Linked DNA regions of Mus musculus: region 2 is linked to region 1. A link is a contact called in public HiChIP or PLAC-seq data. All regions are on one chromosome and are shown on one strand. Each heading gives the region's core, a stretch centred on a gene start, on an enhancer-like site or on the middle of the called end of the contact. The rest is flanking DNA. Distances are from core to core; before and after follow the strand shown. Region 1 overlaps Ephb4 (Eph receptor B4). Region 2 overlaps Zan (zonadhesin).

Region 1 (3,321 bases), core at 378-2,877:
GTGTCTGCCATCTGTGTGCACATGGCCACAGACGCCAGAAGAGAACGCTGGACTCCTGGGAACTGGAGTGACTGGCAGTTGTAAGCCGGCAACCAAACTCAGGTCCTCTGGGAGAGCAGCAGCAGGATGTGGCTCTCCAAGACAGGACGAACCCACTCGGAGGGAACTGTCATCTCGCAGGCACACGCTTCACTGTGCGCACTCTTGATGTAGTGGCCAGAGGACAGCCTCTGCCACCATTCCTCAGGTCCTTTCCGCCTTTTTTTTTTTTTTTTTTTTTTTTTTCCTCGAGACAGGGTTTCTCTGTTGTAGCCCTGGCTGTCCTGGAACTCACTCTGTAGACCAGGCTGGCCTCGAACTCAGAAATCCGCCTGCCTCTGCCTCTGCCTCCCAAGTGCTGGGATTAAAGGCGTGTGCCAGTGCCACCACTGCCCGGTCTCCCACTAGACTTTGACAAGGAGCTAGGCTGGCGGGTCAGCCAGTTTCCATGGAAACCGTCTCTCCCTCCCATATCTCCTCCACTGTCCTTGTGCTGTGCATCACTACATCGGGCCATTTACATGGGTTCTGGTCCTCATTAATGTGATGAACACTTTACCAAGAGAGCCATCTCTCCAGCACCCCAGTGGGCTTTCTTTTACATTTACTAATGCTCACACACATACGTAGAGGTCAGAAGACAGCAAGCAGGAGCCAGTGTTTCTTTACCATGCGGGGCTTAGGGACCAAGCTTATGTCACTTTTGGCAGCAAGCACTTGGACCTGCTGACATGTCACTGCTATGCCCCTACCCCAAGGTTCCCCCCCCCCCCCCGGAGACAGGGTTTCTCTGTGTAGTCCTGGCTGTCCTGGAACTCATTTTGTAGAGTTCAAACTCAGAAATCCGCCTGCCTCTGCCTCCCAAGTGCTGGGATTAAAGGCGTGCGCCACCAGTACCCGCCTCCAAGTTATTTTTTAAGGTGGCCTCAGTTTGCTGACCTGGAGCTCCCTGAGCTCTGAGAGGGCTTAGCCTGAATTCCTCCACTAGGGGGAAGCAAGGGCATTCTGGGTTTCCTGTTTCCGGTTGGGATTTTTCCAGAGGGTATCTATCCCTCATTCTTCGTTCCTTCAAAGAGCCCTTCAGGAGGTTGCTATGGGAACCGAGGGTGGAGTTACTGGCTTTAGGAGCCATTCTGACAACCAGGTAGAAGTGACCACCTGGTTCAGCCAAAGGAGGCCAAGGTGTATAATGGATCAGACTGTGAAGACCTCAAGAAACCAAGACTTGGCCAGAGTGCTTTGAGGCAGGGAGGACACAGGCCAGGGAGATATTATTAATCTGTGTGACAACTATACCTTTGGAGACCTTTCCTGAAGTCAGCCAAACTCAATATTATGGAAAGGGCCCAGGACAGGGGTGGGACATGCTCTGCAGGACCCTGGTTTCCCTCACTAGGACAGAAGGCACAGTGCCCCTCAGCAGGTTAACCTCCTGCCTAGAGCCCCATTTCTCCCCCTGGCCTCCATCTTTGTACTGCTTGGATGCTGTGACCTTCATCTTTCTTTCCCGTAGCAGCTCTCTGTGGAGGTCACTGTATCTAGCCAGGATGTCTGTTTGGCAGCGAAAGGCAGTTGGCTGGATTAGTGTCCCCTGGGACACTCCCCTTCCTGGTAGTAATGAGCCCCTCCCACCCTCCAGAGATATTAAATGTCACCCAGGGAGAGGAGACAAAGGACTTAGTGTGATTCATGCCATAATCCCAGAATTCCAGAGGCTGAGGCAGGAGGATAGTGAGTACCAAGGCTGGCCTGGGTTATTAGCAAGCCCTGGTTTACAAAATACAAGAAGGGGTATGGGTTCTGGCAGCTAGTTCAGTCAGCAAGCAAGCTCGAAGCTCCGCTGTTTGCAGCAGAGGAGGGGCCGGTGGGAATGGTAGTATGGGCTTACCCTTCTAGAACTGTGGAGGGAAGAAACAATTCCTAGGCCATGTGGCTGACCAGGCTAGCCCACATGGCCAGTTTTAGGGGAATGAGAGGACCTGCAGAGAATCAGTCTTTCTCACTTAATGTTCATGCATGAGCATGCACATTCGCGTGCGCACACACACACATTCGTGCAGGGGAAATGATAGCAACACTGCCTTGGGGCCAGTGTGTGAGGTTCTGCACCCCTCACATCCACTGCAGCTCAATCAGGCTAGCCTGCACTAACTGGCCCTTACAGGTGTCCCAATGGGAAGGCATACCCAGGAGCAGAGAGGGGGCCGAGAAAACAGTGGGGGAAGTGGAGAGGCTGGAATGGAGTATGGACCCTATCCTCCTTTTCCTTGTCTGGGAGAAGTTAGCAGCAGACTCATTGGAGCGGCTCCCCCTCCCCTTCCCAGGAGGCCAGGAAAACCTGCCTGGGCAGCATCTTGAATGGGGGAATTGTCCTGAGAGCTACCTGGCATAAGTACACAGATGTGAGGGCCCCCTTTCAGCCACTCCCCATCTTCCCCTCCCCTCACAGCCAATGCTGGCTCTCCCATTACCACCAAACCAACCCCAGCTATGGACATCCAGCCTAAGTTTGTGGGCACCTAACTGGGACCCCCCACCCACAGTCACCCGTGCCCCCTTATCCTTTTAAAGCAGTTCTAGGGCAGGACTATGGGCTACACGCTTGGCTTCTCTTATACAACCCCCTGCCAGAGCTAAGGAGACAGAGGAGGGGCAGAAGGTGTCTGCCCCACCCCGGAGGTGCCGGAGGCTCTTGGCAGGGGCAGCTGGAGCAGTTAGCACCAGCTGCCAGTGACTCACCTCCCACCAACCCAAACAAAACACCTTGGGGCTGAGAACCAACACCCAGCCCCTCCTCACACCATAATCCCAACCACCTGACCTGACCCTCCAAATCCACACTCCTAGGGGTCCCCTAGTCTCAGAAATCTGGTCAACCCCAGCTCCCAGTCACCCTCTGGACTGAGACATATCCCCCTTTTTTTTTTATTTATAAAAAAAAAAAAGTTTCTTTTTAAATATAATTTAAGAACCCCCTTCCAAGCACCGTTGTCTGCCTCTGTTGACCACCACCAACCTCCTGTCCCTTTTACAACATCACCCCCCTTCCCTCCACACAACACAGCTTGGGGGCACTTGGGGGGAGGAAAGGAAGAAGGAACTGTCTAAGGCTGTGGCATTTCCAAGGCACTGTTCTAGAACATATCGATGGGTCCTTGTTCCCAACAGGAGATAGTGGAACCAGGTGCCCTTTAACACACAAAATCTGGACAAGAAGGGGAGGGAGGGGGGAAGGAGGAAAAAATTAACAAAATAAAAAACAGTAAAACTTCAGAACCTTCA
Region 2 (3,321 bases), core at 214-2,713, 80 kb before region 1:
GGGATGTGGGTCAGTTAGTAGAGGTCCTGCTTTCCAGTCCTAGAGCCTCATTAACCACTTGGAGTACTCACCTCTCCTCTCAGCACTGGGCAGCTGGAGGCAGGAAGGTCAGCACTACAAAGTCATCTCAGTTACAGAGAGTCTGAGGCTAGCCTGGGCTACTTGGGAGCCTTGTCTCACAAAAAGGGTGAGACGGAGTCACAAATGAACATGATTTCCTGAAGATGTCCCAGTCCATTGAGGGGAGACAGGCAATCTTGAAAGGAGACAATCATGGCATGGCCCTTTCCATTTGGATTCTGAGTCCTTTACTGTCTCAGAGATATATCCTGAGCCCTCTACCCTGTAGTGCCAAGTTGGACACCGCCACCACAACTAGGGTCTCAGAAAGCAGAGAATGGGTGGTACATGCTTTTAATCCCAGCATTCTGGAGGTGGAGGCAAGAAGATTTTGAGTTTTAGCTTGGCATACATAGTAAGACTGTCCCAAATCCAACAGGGACTGGGGATGTAGCTCTGTTGCTTAAGTGCCAGTTTAGACAAAGCCCTGGCTTCCACCCCCAGAGCCACCTAAGCTGGACATGGTAGCAAATATCTATAATCTGAGCACTGGAGAGGAGGAGGTGGTATCCCCAGAGTTTAAGGTCATACTCAGCAATGTGAAAAAGTTTGAAGCTAGCCTTAGATATAATGAGACCCTGTCTGAAATCAACCAGCCAACCAACCAACCAAACAAACAAACAAACAAACAACTAACAACCAACCAAACAATCAAATCACCAACCAACCAACCAAGCAAATAGTTGGTTGTGACTTAGCCCCTCAGCACTGCTCTCTCTCCATCTAGACCACTTCTTTAGGATAACAGCAAACACCGAAGAACGTGGAGTAGAAGGTGTATCCTGCCTGGACAAAGTTGTCATCTCTCTGCCAGAGACTACCGTTACCATGATCAGTGGCAGACACACATTGGTGAGTTAGTTCTATCCTTTGCTCACTCCACCAGGCCAGGCCATGGTCAGCCTGGAGACTCTGTTAGGGTTGGGACTAAGCAAAATGATGATGCTTCAAGCCAGTCTAGAGGAGAGAAGTTGGAGGGATGCCGTGGAGTGGTGATGTGCTCTGGCCTTGGATGAGGTGTTAGAGTTTTATGGTCCTACTTGACACCCCCCCCACATCAGTCTCTCTGTCTCCTCTCTCCCAGATTGGGGATCAGGAAGTCACCCTCCCAGCCATACTTTCTGATGACACCTATGTGGGTCTGAGTGGGAGATTTGTGGAGCTGAGGACAACATTTGGTTTGCGTGTGAGATGGGATGGTGACCAGCAGCTTTTTGTGACTGTGTCCAGGTAAGGGAGACGGCCTAGTCAGGCAGCCAGAACCCTCCACACCCTCGGCCTCACCCCAGGCATTTCAGTTACTTGTGGTTAATCATTTACACGTGTCCTTAAAGCTAGGCTGCATCTCACCCAAGTGGCAGAAGGGAAACAGTAGGAAGTGGAGTGAGGGCAGTGGGGTAATAGCAGATATGTACACAGGGCCTTGGGAATGTGTTATAAAGAGTCACTCGGGGACGCTCAAGAGCTGTCAGAAGAGAAGATATCATTCTTCAGGGAATAGTGGCTCCCCAGATGGGTGGACAAAGATGACAAGGGAGGTGGCTCAGCTGGTAAAGAGCTAATTCCACCCCTGGAACACACAGGCACATACAGACACACACATACAGACACACACACACACACACAGAGAGAGAGAGAGAGAGAGAGAGAGAGAGAGAGAGAGAGAGAGAGAGGAAGAGAGAGAGAGAGCACACACACACACACACACTGAGAGAGAGGGAGGGAGGGAGAGAGAGAGAGAGAGAGAGAGAGAGAGAGAGAGAGAGGAGAGAGATTTAAACCCAAGAGAGAGTAGAGTTGTTAAGCAGAAAGAACAGAGGAGACCCTGTACAGATGGCTCAGGCTGAGGCTGAGTGGGGGTCTTACATATCTGAAGCCTATCACAGACTCTTAAGAGTAGATGTTCTCAATGCATTCCTGGCTCTTACCCTCAGGGCGCACAGCTCACTGTCCTCTTGCTGTGGTCTCTGATGACTGAGACCCTTTTCCTCAGTCATGACTCACCCCTCTCCTGGACCCACAGTACCTTCTCGGGCAAACTCTGTGGTTTCTGTGGGAACTATGACGGGGACAGCAGCAACGACAACCTGAAGTCAGATGGCATGATGACACACGATGAGGAGGAGCTGAGGCTGAGCTGGCAGGTGGAAGAGGATGAGGACAAGGAGTGAGTGAGGGTCCCCACTGTGGGCTGGGACTACTCTTCCTCGACTTTTGCCCATTTTCAGATCTACCAGTGCTGGGCTTAGTTGTTCCTGTCTGTCATTCCAGAAGATGCAGGGATGTCTGGATCTGCAGACATCAAGATCTGATTTCTAAAATCCAAGAGCTGAGGATACAGCTCAGTGGTAGAGCCTAGAATCCCCCAGGGAGGAGCTGGGGGCGTGGCTCAGTGATAGAGCACCTGCCTAGAATCCCCCAGTGAGGGGCTGGGGGGCGTGGCTCAGTGGTAGAGCCCCTGCCTAGAATCCTCCAGTGAGGGGCTGGGGGCGTGGCTCAGTGGTAGAACACCTGCCTAGAATCCCCCAGTAAGGGGCTGTGGGTGTGGCTCAGTGGTAGAGCACCTGCCTAGAATCCCCCAGGGAGGGGCTGGGGGCGTGGCTCAGTGGTAGAGCCCCTGCCTAGAATCCCCCAGTGAGGGGCTGTGGGTGTGGCTCAGTGGTAGAGCACCTGCCTAGAATCCCCCAGGGAGGGGCTGGGGGCGTGGCTCAGTGGTAGAGCCTCTGCCTAGAATCCCCCAGGGAGGGGCTGGGGGCGTGGCTCAGTGGTAGAGCCCCTGCCTAGAATCCCCCAGGGACGGGCTGGGGGCGTGGCTCTTTAGTGGAACCCTTAACTAGTATGCACCAGATCCTGTATTGATCCCAGCAATGTTAAAAAAAAAAAATGAAACAAAAGTTACAAGGGGTAAAGTCTTGCCTGTGATCTTTAGGTTTCCAGGAGTATAGGAGACTTGGGACCACGCCTGGCTAATGTAGTGATATCGTCTCAAAAAGAACAAAATATAAACTGACCAGCATTGCCCTTTTCTTTTTCCTTACCTGGAGACTCCAGCTTTTCCACCTCTTTTGGGCTCTTCCAGCTTTACTGTCTTCTTCAGTTGGGTCTCTTCCAGGTGTCAGAAGAAGAAGAATCCCCCATCTTGTGACGCTGCTTTGGGGAGCACTATGTCGGGACCCAAGTTATGTGGACAGCTTGTCAACC

What was found. HiChIP or PLAC-seq counts read pairs in DNA pulled down with a chosen protein or histone mark.
Region 2: a contact with region 1 is called in an HNF4G HiChIP or PLAC-seq map of pancreatic cancer cells. The contact joins two enhancer-like sites. A contact is called at or near these places in 2 of 15 datasets of contacts at CTCF or cohesin (the NIH/3T3 cell line and pro-B cells), 5 of 484 Hi-C or Micro-C datasets (the AML12 cell line, colorectal tumor organoids, cortical neurons and 1 more), 2 of 115 datasets of contacts at active chromatin or transcription factors (large pre-B cells and pancreatic cancer cells) and 2 of 9 other capture datasets (adipose tissue and pancreatic islet).

What each region holds. Positions count from the first base shown.
Region 1 is chr5:137,374,142-137,377,462 of GRCm38.p6, reverse strand. Ephb4 (Eph receptor B4) reads right to left here. Exons shown (of 17, transcript NM_010144.6): 17 at 2,941-3,321. Among named protein-coding and RNA genes, the nearest start is that of Ephb4, 26 kb to the right of the region's middle. Within about 2 kb of position 1,627, at least 61 of the 459 cell types and tissues checked have an H3K27ac peak or open chromatin away from gene starts, as enhancers often do. A contact at or near this core is called in colorectal tumor organoids and pancreatic cancer cells, where this site is marked.
Region 2 is chr5:137,454,218-137,457,538 of GRCm38.p6, reverse strand. It overlaps Zan (zonadhesin), which reads left to right. Exons shown (of 88, transcript NM_011741.2): 18 at 848-972; 19 at 1,205-1,350; 20 at 2,144-2,287; 21 at 3,218-3,321. Among named protein-coding and RNA genes, the nearest start is that of Zan, 21 kb to the left of the region's middle. Within about 2 kb of position 1,463, at least 51 of the 459 cell types and tissues checked have an H3K27ac peak or open chromatin away from gene starts, as enhancers often do. A contact at or near this core is called in colorectal tumor organoids and pancreatic cancer cells, where this site is marked.